Linked DNA regions of Danio rerio: region 1 is linked to region 2. Evidence: chromatin contacts called from public Hi-C data. All regions are on one chromosome and are shown on one strand. The core of a region is the stretch at or near the end of the contact, and the rest is flanking DNA. Distances in the headings are between cores, read along the strand shown.

The links. Hi-C and Micro-C count contacts between places; a contact is called where the count stands out from the background.
Region 1: a contact with region 2 is called in a Hi-C map of an unstated tissue, with 2.9 times the contacts expected there. The contact joins the enhancer-like site here to the promoter of ppp3ca in region 2. A contact is called at or near these places in 2 of 18 Hi-C or Micro-C datasets (embryo and an unstated tissue).

The regions. Positions count from the first base shown.
Region 1 is chr21:32,136,426-32,143,150 of GRCz12tu, reverse strand. ppp3ca (protein phosphatase 3, catalytic subunit, alpha isozyme) reads right to left here. Exons shown (of 15, transcript NM_001198550.1): 4 at 6,613-6,724. Among named protein-coding and RNA genes, the nearest start is that of ecscr, 37 kb to the left of the region's middle. Within about 2 kb of position 4,435, at least 10 of the 62 cell types and tissues checked have an H3K27ac peak or open chromatin away from gene starts, as enhancers often do.
Region 2 is chr21:32,038,092-32,045,772 of GRCz12tu, reverse strand. ppp3ca (protein phosphatase 3, catalytic subunit, alpha isozyme) reads right to left here and starts at 4,956. Exons shown (of 15, transcript NM_001198550.1): 1 at 4,689-4,956. The coding sequence starts at 4,743.

The DNA of each region.
Region 1 (6,725 bases), core at 3,186-5,685, 98 kb before region 2:
AATGTAGAACAAGGATGCATTTAGGTTGTAAATAATAAACTATTTACTAAGAGTTTTAGCCTAATAAAGTATTAATTTTCTTATTATTAGTTAGTAAGGTTGTTTAGGTAGGATTGAGGATGTAGAATAAGATAGTACTTTATAAATACTAATAAACAGCTACTATCTTAATAATTAGGAGGTAATAAGCCAGTAGTTAATAGTGGGAATTTGTAAAGAACTTATTTGTGATCTCTTTACAAAGCATTACTGCTTATAAATCTGCTGAAAGAATAAGATTTTTATTTGCTTTATGATTATTCTTATAAGTGAAGAAAGATAAACCGAGTTTATTGTTTATTAACTAAGTATGCCTTTCATGAGTTTATCTTCCACAAAAGTGTGAATATTGAACCTTCTGAGCCTTCTGCAACTGAACAGTGTCACCCAAACACTATTTTTAACTGTCCAAAAAAAAAACAGGCTGTTTTTACTCTCTGATAGTCATGATAACTATAATAAAATCATTTTTCTATGTTAAATATGCATTACAAAAAAGTCAGAAAAAAGTGTTTAAAAATATGGACCACAAGTCCATATATGGACATCATTTTTTTTTCTAAAGGTACATCATATCAAAAGATGATACTTAGGTTTTTATTCTAATTAAGTCCCAATCCAATCAGCCCAAATAGCAAAGAGAAATAAAAAATTCATATAAAAAATACCTTGGGCCTTAAGAGGTTAAGAGCAGTTGCTCATATCTGTCAATCCCTGTTCAGTTCCACCAATAGGAGAGTTTGGGGTGTGACTACTGTAAAGCAGGTTGAGCCAAAGGCTGTTTAACTGGTCTGAGATCATGACTAATGCATAACATAAAAGAAAATCTGATCTGCTTCTAGAAGTGCAAGACTACATTCAAAGACTTTCTGAAACACACAGGGGAAAGTAATAGAGTAAAACAAGGATAAACACTGATGGTTTCAGTCTAGAAGATGAACTTGTGGAGTTTCTTCAATAAGTGAAATAAGTGTTGGTGTTTTTTTAGATCTTTACTGTTAAGTTATGTTTATGTACATAAACTTGCTCATGAAAGTTTTTTACTCTTGCTGTTGTCAGTTATTATGATATTGTTACTATATGTTTTTTTTGCCACTGCAGTGCATGACACATCTGACTCTACTGGATATTTGTTTGGACTTTTTGAGCTCAACAGAAAGTGGCAGTGAGAGGCACCATTTTAAATGTGTTTTCTATTGGCAGTAAACATTTTGCATGTTGTTTATTTACCCCGGGCACCTTAAGTTTTTTGTAGGAGTGCTCTGAGCACCTCTAGTTGCAAAAAGTAAACTCTGAAAAGTGCCCGATGTCTTTTGCATTTTTTTTATTGTTCAGTGGAATAAATGAAGAGAAGGGCAGCAAACTAAATTTTAAAGAGCTCATACTAGACTGACCAACAGCAAATTTTGGTTATCTAGAAACATAAAAAATTAAAATTGTTACAAATAAAAAATCAACTCAAAAAGATGTGTTAAAAAACATATGTTTTTGTTTTGGATTCTGGTTATCTACACAGCACATGATATCTTATTTTAAATTATTTATAATAATTTAATAATATTTACTGTGTTTATTTTAAAAATGCTGACTTGTTGCATGAAGCCACATTTAGGATTTTAGAATGTCCCGAAAACAAGGTTTGTTAAGAAATCACACGGCTCACCTCATTCCATGCATACTAATTGATCCAAATATTCATAATGATGATATTTATAACACACCATCACTTCGCTGTTAGTGAAACCACAGATTTGTCACTTTCCTTGTTGCAAATGAATGAGAGAACTGGAAACCTACATCCCTAATCCTACCCAATACCTAAACCCAACCTAACTCCAACACTTTTTGCCTGAAAAGTCACATGAGACAGTTATCAACGCTTTTATAACCTCACACGTAAATTACTGTAATTCTCTACTGTATGGCATCTCTAAATCCCAGGTAGCTTGACTTCAAATGGTCTAGAATTCTGCAGCCAAATTCCTGAAAAATGGTCACAAATACAGTATGACTCCCATGTCACTCCCATCATACACTCTCCTCCACTGCCTTCCTGTCCATTTCAGGATAGAGTTTAACATTTTTCTGTTTGAGTTCAAATGCCTACACAATTTATCTATCAGATTTCCTGCATCCCAATAACCCTCCGAGAAGTCTCAGAACTTGTAATCTTAATTTAGTGAAAAATTTGAGGCTGAAACGCAAGAGGAACTTTTTTGATGGTGGATCCTCGTTTATGGAATGGTTTGCATGTACAACTCACAATAGCCACCTCTTCAACTGTTTTTTTTCTATTTCTTCTTGAAACTCACTTGTTTTCTTTAGCTTTTAACAAATATTAATCTGCTATTAATGTTTCTAAACTCATTGCATTGGCTTCATAAAGCTATTGATATATATATATATATATATATATATATATATATATATATATATATATATATATATATATATATATATATATATATATATATATATATATATATATATATTTATTGTTGTTGTTAGCATGTTTTAGCATTTTATATCCAGTACTTTGTTCGGCCCAAGCAGTTTTGAAAGTGTAATATTAATTTAGTACACTAAACTAAACTAAACTAAACTAAACTAAACTAAACTAAACTAAACTACTAAGTATTAGTAAGAAAATAATACTTTATTGAGCTAAAGGTTTTACACTGTAAAAAAATATATGCTCAATTAGTCATGAAAGCAAATGTTTTTAGTTTATTGTAACGTATTAAACTAAGTTAATCATATTCTAACTTAATTTTATAAGCTACGCAAGCTGTTTTAAGTCATAATATAAGTGCAAAAAACTCATAATGTTGATGATTTAGCTTAAAAATGTAAGGCAACCAGGATTTTATTACAGTGTAGTTACTAAAAATCTAAAAATGCATATCTACAAAAAAGATATGCTGCATATAATGATTGTGGTGTAATTATATATGTTGCATAAAACCAGCTGCAGCATGGTTAATGCTTTGTTACCTTGTAGAATAAAAAATAAATAAACATTTGTGTATTTTGTATTGGTGCAATTTTATCAGTGGACAAAATGTCATGTGTGCCTTAATGATCGCGTTTATGACAACATTAGATTTTTATTTTTATTTTTTTGCCTTGAGTAGAAGTTGAGCTTCCAACATTCACATATAGAACATTAAAAGTGCAGTAGGTGATTGTCTTCAAAAACAATTTTTGTTGTTCTTGTTGAAGCCTCTTCATCATGATCCAGTTGTACTGGTTCAAGTAAATTTTCCAAATGAATTTGTATGTATTTTAATATTCTGGGTAAGGCATAAGATTAAAAAATAGTTTATTAAAAATTGTCAGGCAGATAATTCCCATAATTCTGATAAGTAGCCCAAAACTGTCTGTCAGCAAATGTAGATTTGTACAACTGCGCATCTGTTCACGCAGATCACACTCCAACACATTAACGACAAGTTTTGCTTGCTAACTACACAACTGAAAACGTGCTAGATATAATATAGTTTTTCATTCAGAATTGCGGTGTTATAAAGTACTATAAAGTTTTCTAATTGGCAAATTACATGATCTGGAGGGTCTCTGTCATGTTTAATGTGCGCGTTTATGATTTCAGGAAGGGGAGGGATTGTATTTGAAAGATATTATGCTAACCAGCATTCAGGCAGATCACCTACTGCACCTTTACCTATAAATACCAAATTAGTCTTTGCCAACATCTAAATTGTACTGTACCTTAAAGACAAGATTCTCAATGATGATTACCTATTCGAATACAATTCAGCTTTATTTTGTATAGCGCTTTAATACAATTCAGCTTTATTTTGTATAGCGTTTTATATATATATATATATATATATATATATATATATATATATATATATATATATATATATATATATATATATATATATATGTATATATATTTATTGTTGTTGTTAGCATGTTTTAGCATTTTAGCATTGTGTTTTAGCATTGTGATATTTTAATGTCACAATAAAGATTCTGACATTATAAACATGTCTGGGCCTGTGTAGTTGGCATGCAAATGTATTAGCACAGTACATCAAACATTTTGTTCATTTCAAAAGAACAACGACAACAACAAAACTTGTTTTCCGCTGTTTACCCCCTATGGGTGAAGCAAGACAAGTCATTTTGATCATTTCTTACAGTTCTTCAACAAGAAAAAAGCCCTAATATTTGTAGCAAACAACAGCTATTTTGTAATAACAGCACTTATTATGTTTTTCTCCGGCCTCATTAGATTCCAGCTGGGAGCAAACTTTAGCGCTCAGCCCCATGTGTCTGGGTGCGTCACAAACACTCACACAAGACAAACAGAGTCTCCAGACGGAGGAGGTTTGTCGACGCGTGTAGTATTCTCATTATGTCTCAGTACGCCGCCTCTCTGAAGCATTGGTCACCATGGCCACAGGTCAGTGGAGTAGAGTTTGGTCTGCTGTCTCTGAGCTCTGCCGCTCAGCCTCATGGGAAGGGTCCGCACTGAATCTAGCATTACCTCATACACCAAGTTCACCCTCCTCCAGACTGTGCTACTGCTCTTAGTTATAAACCTCACTCTGTTCATTAAACGATTCATCCTCTTAGGAACAACAGACACTGCTGAAGTTACACTCTAAATAATACTGCTCAATTAAAATAGTTGGATTAAAAATACCCCAGCATACAACCCAACTATATTACTTTAGCACCTTACCAACTATGGGTTATTTTAACCCAATGCATTGTTTTTTTTTTAATGGGTTATTTTGACTAAGTGTTATTTTTTCCATTCTGATATTATCATTGCTACTATAACTAGTACTACTTTTTTATATAATTATGGCTGTGTAAATAAATAACATACATAACATAAATAACAAATTGCTTAATTTCCATTACATTTTAATTTCAAGACACTTAAGCGTTTTTCTCCATACATAGATCAGCTGTGAAGCGCGCATTTTTATCATCAATAATTAGGAGTTCTGGTGAAACAGATATAAAAAACACGACACAGAGAGATAATTTGATAAAATAAAATAAACATTATTGTGTTACAGCTTAAATAAACGTTATAATGCAATATTAACATTACACACGCATATTAATACAGCTGTTCGGTGTCAGTTAAATCAATTGACTGTTGAAATTTTAAAATGTTACCCCAACTGGTTGAGCTATTAAATAAATAACCCAATAAAGGTTAGAAATAACCCAAGAAAACACCAAATATTTATTCCAACTTGTTGAGTTATTAATAAATAACCCAATAAAGGTTAATAATAACCCAACAAAGCACCACATATTTTTAACTCAGCCATTGCATTAAATAAATAACTCAACATTTTTTAGAGTGTGGGTTATAGTAACCCAATGTTGGGTCAGGTATAAACAAACAAAAAGTTATTTTAAAAAAATACAATTAAATTACACAGTTTCACCCAAGAGTTGGGTTGGCTCATTTTTGACCCAATTTTAGGGTTTTAGCAACCAAGCATGTGTTATTCTGATTTAAATATTTGTATAATTTATGTTTAAAAAATTTTTATCCAATATACTATGATACACTATATTAGACTACATGACAAAAGTCTTGTCGCCTTTCCAAGTTTTAGGAACAACAAATAATAACTTGACTTCTAGTTGATCATTTGGTATCAATAGTGGCTGAAATGAAAGGCAAAGGCCTCTAGATTATGTTTATTTCCCTAAATAAAACATGGTCATGCCTTGATATTTAATTATTTAATTATTTATTTAGGACAGTAAGGTCTGACTTTGCATAGACTAAAGCCTTTTCACTTAACAGAAGTAATGTACAGTATAGTATATAAAGTCATGGTGCAGTGGAAAAATAATAATATTGTGTATGACTACCATGAGCTTGGAGGACTGCATCTTCAATGACTCCTCCTTCATCTCACCCCAAACATGCTTGATAATGTTCATGTCTGGTGACTGGGCTGGTCAATCCTGCTGCACCTTGACCTTCGTTGCTTTTAGGAACTTTGATTTGAAGGCTGAAGTATGAGAAGGAGAGCCATCCTGCTGAAGAATTTGCCCTCTCCTGTGATTTGTAATGTAATGGGCAGCACAAATGTCTTGATACCTCAGGCTGTTGATGTTGCCATCCACTCTGCAGATCTCTCGCACGCCCCCATACTGAATGTAATCCCAAACCATGATTTTTCCTTCACCAAACTTGACTGATTTCTAAGAAAATCTTGGGTCCATGAGGGTTCCAATGGGTCTTTTGCAGTATTTGTGATGATTGGAATGCAGTTCAACAGATTCATTTGAAATATCTACCCTCTGCCACTTTAGCAAATGATCAACTAAAAGTCAAGTTATTATTTGTTGCTCTTAAAACTGGGATCAACGACAGGACTTTTGTCAGGTAGTGTACGAATCATTTATTAATTTACAACTCTCCTTACAGTTGCTTTCAGTCAATGCATTCTTAAACTAACTGACTACTAATAAAATTTTTATATTTTGGATCACTTTGCATTCCAGTGTATGTGTTAAAAGCACTGCAAACACAATAGTTTGAAAGTAAAGCGAGGTACTCACATTCTTGTTTGAAGGTGAAATATTCTGTCAAATGTCTACATTCATGATTTCCTCTCAGTAAAAATAGTGTCTTTGGGTAGAGGATTTTCAGCGACCACAGGTACAGAACACAC
Region 2 (7,681 bases), core at 3,707-6,206:
ACAGATTCATTATCCAGCTGGAAACGAGTTTGGAGAACGTTAGCAGTGCGGCTACGATATAATGATTTAGCATACAAAGAGCGATGTTCAGCGCGGCTCCCATGAGACGAGGCGATAAACCAGCATATCAAAACACTAAATGGAAAGCGCCATAAAATCCATTACGCCACTGCAGAAATGAAAGGCCCAACTCTAGTTGCACTTAGTAAATGAGACTCAGCAAATGACACGTTGTATGAAATCCTGCTTTGCTGCCGTGGGGATTCAACGCAGAGACAAATTCTGTATTTGTCTCCTGTATTTGGAGCTGCACACACTGCTAAATACGAACACGGAGACAACCTCATCACTGGGATTTAGATGTGCTTATTTATTGATGCGTTTTGTTGATGATAAAAGCCTTCAATAATAAATGAGGGGGAGAGGAGATAAACATTTCCTCCAAATTTCTGATAAAAATATTGTAAGTTTAAGCATTTTTTTATTAGAATAACAAGTGTTTTCATATCTTGTGATCAAAAATCAGGGTTATTCCCCAAGTGAAAGCACTGGTGTTGTGTTGACTAAAGATTAACAGAAACATTTCTGAAAATATGGCACCTTTTTGTTATTTAATGCAAATAAAAATGCTCTAAATGAAAACATTTTACATTTAGTTCACAGAATAAAACAAAAAACAAAAACAAAGGTATAATTCATATATCTAGAGAAACTAGATATAGTATAAACCAGTGGCATGCACTTAAAAAAAGATCAGATTTTTATATTAATTTTAGAAGAGATGTCATCAGTAACTTACAGACTCCAATTCTTTGTTTGTCTCTTGTATTTGGAGCTGCACACACTGCTAAATACGAACACTTAGCCGGCCTCATCACTGGGATTTAGATGTGCTTATTTATTGATGCATTTTGTTGATGATAAAAGCCTTCAATTATACATAAGGGCGAGAGGAGACGAATGGCATTATGGCTAATACTGGCAGATCTGAACTAGCTCTATGTGCGGGGGAGACGGGCCACTACTATGACTCATTACATGACTAATGCAACCTTAACTTTTCCAGAGGTCAGATGACTTATATCAAAGCCTGAGTTATAATGGCCCTTGTCATAAGATTCCACATTCAAAGGAGATGCAAATCAAATGTTCTGCCAAAAAACTGTCCATGTCAACAAATCAAGACTGCAGAACACGTGGGGTGATCTTCAGGTTGATATGTGCAATTATGCACAAAAATCTGCTTGACGTTTCTTTCTTTAAATAAAATTTGCACAGTTATTGGTGACAGAATTATCATTTTTGTTTGTCTTTGACACATGAAGCATTTCAGAAGCCAAATTTTTTTTAAAACAACGCAGTAGAAAGCATTCAAATGTGGCCACATTAGCATGCAAATGAAGATATCCTGGAAATTGTTTCAAAACTTCACAAGCCAATATTTTTTTGCAATTCAAATTAATTTCAGCTAAGCTGAAGTGTTAGCTTGCGTTTAAAAAAACACTAGAAGCAGATCAGCATTGGGTTATTACTGTTTTGAGAGGAATATCTCCAGAGTTTGCAATAGCACACTTATTTACAAGAATATAGGATTTGTGAAAATAAAAACGGCAAGAGGATGTAGTACAGGGTACATTCTTTTAAAATGTATTCCTGGACACATTTTTCCAAGGAGCCTGTGTTAGTAAAAAAATGAAGAGACAATTTTCTATGGATTTTCTGTTCTTAATAGGTGAGGTGCAGATTTTTTTTTAAAAAATTGTATTATTCTATAAAGATCTGATATCATTTCCTCCAAACTTCAAATTTCATTTGCACTAAATTAGCTCTAAGATCTCATCACGGTTATTACACCAAATATTCCTTTCTTAATTTAAGTCTTTATTTGGCGGTGGCGAAGAGAGCTTAATGTGTTGGAACTTAAAAAAAACATGTGCAGTTACAAAAAAACACCAGCAAATTGAGAATTTTTTTTTTATCAGTTTAACAGCACATGTGCCGCAAATCCTCACTATGCATACACAAAAAAAAAACGTGCTGCATTTTCACACAACACAAGCATTAATATAACAAGCTGCACTTTGCTCACAATGCTAACAATTTACAAAAACACGCTGCATTTTCTCACAACACTTGCAAAAAGAACAGAACACAACTTGAAATGTGACGGACGCCAGTGTGCCGTGACTATTGCTCAGTGAAGTTGTTGGTAATCTTTGAAAGGTGAGTTTTTTGTTTATTTTATGTATTTTGTATTTTATTAGCTTAAATAACCATGGCTGCGTCCGAAACCGCATACTTCCATGCTGTATAGTACGCTAAAATCAGTATGCGAGCCGAGTAGTATGTAAGAATTCATAGAATTCGAAAATCAGTATGCGAGAAGTACCTGGATGACTTACTACTTCTGGCGAGATTTTGGAGTGCGCATCCCATGCATGCTGCGCTATCCTATATTGCCCCACGAGAGAATTCATGAATGGAAGTAAAGTGACGCAACTGACGCAGGTAGGTCACGTGACCATGACTAAATGGCGAATGTAGTACGTCCGAAATCCATACTTTTCCCATTCATAGTTTATAGAATGTACTTTTCTAACGACCGAGCAGTACGTTTAAATTAAAATGCAGTACCTACTGAGTAGTCGACAGTTTCGGACACAGCCCATAACCTAAGTAGCAGCGTCCGTCACATTTTTGAGTCCCCTTGAAACATTTCCATTATGTCTTTTTCCGTATATCTTTTTGCAAGTGTTGTAAGAAAATGCAGCATTTTTGTCAATTGTTGTTGTATTATGAGAAAATGCAACGATTTTATTAATTTTTTTGTGTTATGAGAAAAGGCAAGTTTTTTACAAATGTGACGATGTAAGGATTTGCAGCACATGTGCTGTCAAACTGAGGAAGATCTTTTTTCAGTTTGCTGGCATTTTTTGTAACTGCACGTGTTTTCAGAAATTGCATCATGTTAAGCTCTCTCAGCCACCGTAGTATTGTGTTGTCTAAATATGAATATAAACTAAAATCATGTCTCCTTACTGTTATTATATGCAAAATAAATAATAACCAAAAAAATATGCAAAATAACAAAATAAAATAAAAATCAAAGTTAATATTTTTAGCTCTTTTTAACCGTTTCTCTTTTGGCCACCGATCATGTGGTTATTTTCTGATGATGTATTTTGAGAGTAACTACTGAGGAACACCCTATTTCAAAATGTCTTGTTGTCTTATTAATATTTGAGTCATTGGAGCCAACAGACAAACATATAAGACATGACAGGAAAAATGAGATTTCATAAAATTGCAAATGCGAAACGCATGATGTTAACAAAGCATTGTCTAAACATTGCTTTTAGACTTTTTGCTGACACCTATTGGCCTGGACGCATGGACTCCAAAAACCTATAAAGCCATAGTAGGGTTCACAATTTTTAGTGATCAGCACATTGTAAATTTACAGTGCACTTTATATATTGTTTTCCTTTTTATGTAGTGATTAGTTTTTTTACAAGGTGGCAGCTGTAATTGGTGTCGTCGATTCATAATCACCAAAAAACTTCCTAAAAAGAACACAATAAAATATGTGCAAACTACAGCAACAGCTGTGGATGCCTACCAAGATAAGGGATTGTGCAAAGAGAATACAAAGTACATTCGTACAAATTTATCATCAAGAATAAAGACATTTGTATGGGATATAATATATCGAGAGATTATGCATGAACCTCTGTAGCCTGGGAGAAATAATACAAATTGTTGAAATGCATACACATTAAAATGCCTGTGTATGTGTGTGAGTCAGATAAAGTATTTTGAAAGGTTGTGTGACCAATTGTATTAATAAACAAATAAAAATGATTAAAAAAAAATGTTGGCTTCACTGACCAGCAGTTTGGGCTTAAATGAGTAGTTTTGTCCGTCTTCTTTTTATTATTAAATTATGGTGCAAGTCATGTTTTGAGATTACTTTTACTTTCAAACTAATAACAAAAACGATCACGTGATCCAAACATGGTGGCCACCCTCTGGGTTGAATAAAATTGTATTTTCTGTAGTAAGACTACTTACGTGCATAGTTTACGTTTAGACATTAATACTGCTAAAGCAAAAAAATGACCGAACGTACCTTTAATTAAAATGACGTATAGTTTCTATACAGCACCATGACGCTAATATTCTGTCTCAATGATCTCCGCTTTCATGAACACTCGCGAATATTAATGTGCGCTACGTGACCAGCAAATGCGAGAAAATCAATCAGACGCAACGGGGGCGTGACAGTTCCCAGCTCGAATGATTTACCTTCAGACTCAGAGGCTTCCCTGGAGAAAGCAAACAGCTCAGATACGCGCCGAAAACCCCTATTGCTTCCATTGTCTATGAAGAAAATACAGGAAGGGCTGCGTGATGCCACCTAAAATCCTGCTGCATCACCGCCTCCACTGGATCTGCCTTATTTAACGCGTCTCCCCCGACCTACCTGCCTGTGACTCGATTAACACCAATCCAAAGCAAAGACAAAATCATAAACACTTCAATCCAGAACGTAAACCGATCACATTAACAAACGCGCCCGATGCGTCTTAATTAGCATTAGTAGCCCTATATAAGTACGGCGCGACATCGCAAAAGAAAAAACCCAGGTAAGAAGCAAATAGGTAGGGAAATATGCGCCATTCACTTACATTTCACTACCCGATCGGTGGAGTTCAAGACCATGTCGGCGTTAGACATCTTCATGGGCAGTGAATGTCTCCAGGCGAATGTGTTTCTCCCTCCTCGCAGAAGAAGCGCTTTATTCTCGGCGTGTGTTCGCGGTGACGAGATGCGGTTGGTGCAGTGGCATCACTCGGATGCGTCTCCTCCGTGTCTCACCGCCGGATGATGATGATGGTGCTGATGCTGCTGCTGCTGTTGCCTGGAGAGGTTGGAGGAGGACGATGCTTCTTCTGCTGCTGAGACTGAGACTGTCGTGAGTGGGAGGATGGTGCTGCTGATGGGGTGGAGGCGGTGGAGGGAGAAAGAGAGAGAGAGAGAGAGAGAGAGAGAGAGAGATCGGGAGATCCTTTCAGCGCGTTGCACCACCCCGACATGGCGAAGCAGGGAACTCCCACGCACCCGCGAGAAGAGGCTGCGTGATGCTGCCATCAGGTGGAGATGAAGGGCTTTCCCGAGGACGCAGACGATGGATGATCGATTTGAAATGCCACTCAGGTCTGGGCGAGTGTACGTGGCGGTGTCCCGCGTGTGGCATCGGCCCAAAACTGTTATTTGAGAGATTTTTTTATTTATTTATAGACAAATAAGCAGAGTTGCTGTGCTCATTTAAACGGAAATTGTGGATAATGACCACAATTATGGTTAATGGTGCTTCAGTAAGCTACAAAACTTGGAATTAGACAAAACTGTCATTTAAAAGGCATTAAGCAAATTTACTGACTGCTTTTTTACATTTGGTTTATAATGGCTGTTGGAGTAAATGTGTCGTTTTATTATGCATTTAAATAAAAGTTTAAAGTACAATATTACTTTGACAACAATCTCTAATGTAAAATATGCCAAAAATATTACATTAAATGTGACATGACAGAATGATAAAAAAAACTTTGAAATTTTTTTTGTATTAGCCTTGCAGTGCATATTTTGTTGATAAAAAGATACTGTATAAAATAGCTTCAATTATACACTCAATGTTTTATTGTTTACTTATTACAAAACTTACAAAAAAATTATATAACATAAGGCAAAATTATATTTTTTAAAAACAGTTTATGGGATTTCAGTTTATCTGTAAATAAAAGTTAGTGGGACAAAAATTACCAGGACAGATGACTCTAGCATCGTTTATTGTAGGTAATTTAAAAAGCTGATAATTTGCCAAAAAAGGGAACGTAAACTGACAGAAAAATTAGGACTGAAGTAATATTCAGTGAGCCCATATGAAGTAAATAATAGAAACATTACAGTGGCAGTCATTTCTACGCCGTTTGTGCAGATTATTCAATCATTCATTAAATTTCCTTCAGCTTAGTCCCTGCTTGTCTGGGGTTGCCACAGCGGAATGAACTGCCAACTGTTCAAGCATATGTTTTACGCAGCAGATGTCCTTCCAGCTGCAACCCAGTTCTGGGAAATACACACACTCCTGCATCACTAATTGTGTTCACCCAATTCACCTATAGTGCATGTCTTTGACGCCCAGAGGAAACATGCACACACGCAAACTCCACACAGAAATGCCAACTGACCCAGCCGGGACTTGAACCAGAGACCATCTTGCTTTGAGGCGACAGTGCTAACCACTGAGCCACCTGGTCACCCCTGATTAGTAAATGAAATTAATAAAAAGGTTAATTTACCAAAGACAACATTACAGAATGCAAAGTGAAAAAATATACATAATGAAGAAATTATTCTAAAACATGCTGTATTATCTATAAAAGTTGCTGCTTTAAATAAAAATAGTTGTAGAAGTAATTTCTATACCAACTGCCTTTTATTATTTATTTGAAAAAATCTGATAATTTACAAAAAATAAATAAAGAAATGACAACATAAGGCAAATTACAGAATGAGTATTCAGAACTTATCGTATTGTAAATATGGCATTTCAGTATTAAATCTTTAATATACATATATATATATATATATATATATATATATATATATATATATATATATATATATATATATATATATATATATATTCTAAATTACAGTGACAGTTTTTTTCAATTTCATTAAAACATTTTATATTTGCAAAAAATGCAAATATAACATTACAGAAGACAATATGACTAAGTGATTTTTTGTACAAATAATGTTGTGAAATTGTAAAAAATAATTATATCTTTCAAAAATAATATGCTAATACAAAAAATACTGTAACCGTCATTTCTGCACAAATCATTTATATCAAGTCATGAAAAATGGTGACACATGAACTAAGACAAAGGGACAATATTTTTCAGAAATGATTGTAGCAAATGTGTTTTTTAATGTAGCAGTCAAAGAGAGGAGTTGAATTGGAGAGCTAGTGGAACATAGATCCACACTGCTAATCAGACGCTTTCTTCTCTGATATGTTAAAACAGCTGTGAATACAGTGAGGATAAACATTTATATTATATTATATTATATTTCGGAATAATGGATCCTTGCTGTATCTTCAATTCCCAAAGTGCAAAAAGTGAAAATTGGGTTAAAGTGAACAGAGTATTTTAAATAAATTTATATTATAAAGCTAGATTTATTTATTAAATGTTTTTATTATATTTGTTTATATAAAATGTACATTGCTTTGCATTCATTTGCAAGCACTTACATATGTGAACACCAGGAAATGTTATTTGTGCAATTTCTGAATTTGGGAACAGCAAATCTATAGATTTGAGAAAACAAAGTATGTGATCATATGTGCATTTTATAGCACATTACAGCCTTTACATCATAAAGAGAGAAAAGTCTTTCTGACTCTGTTTGCAGAAATTAATTAATGTGAAGTGTAATGTAATGTGCATTTATATCACATATATTGTGAATGTCCATACACCCAAAGAGCTTTATAGTCATGAGGGGCAGTGCAAGGTTATGCGTCGGCACCTGGATGATGCAACAGGAACCACAGGACAATGGTGCCAGTGCATGAACCACACACCAGCTGCATATAATGGGTGAC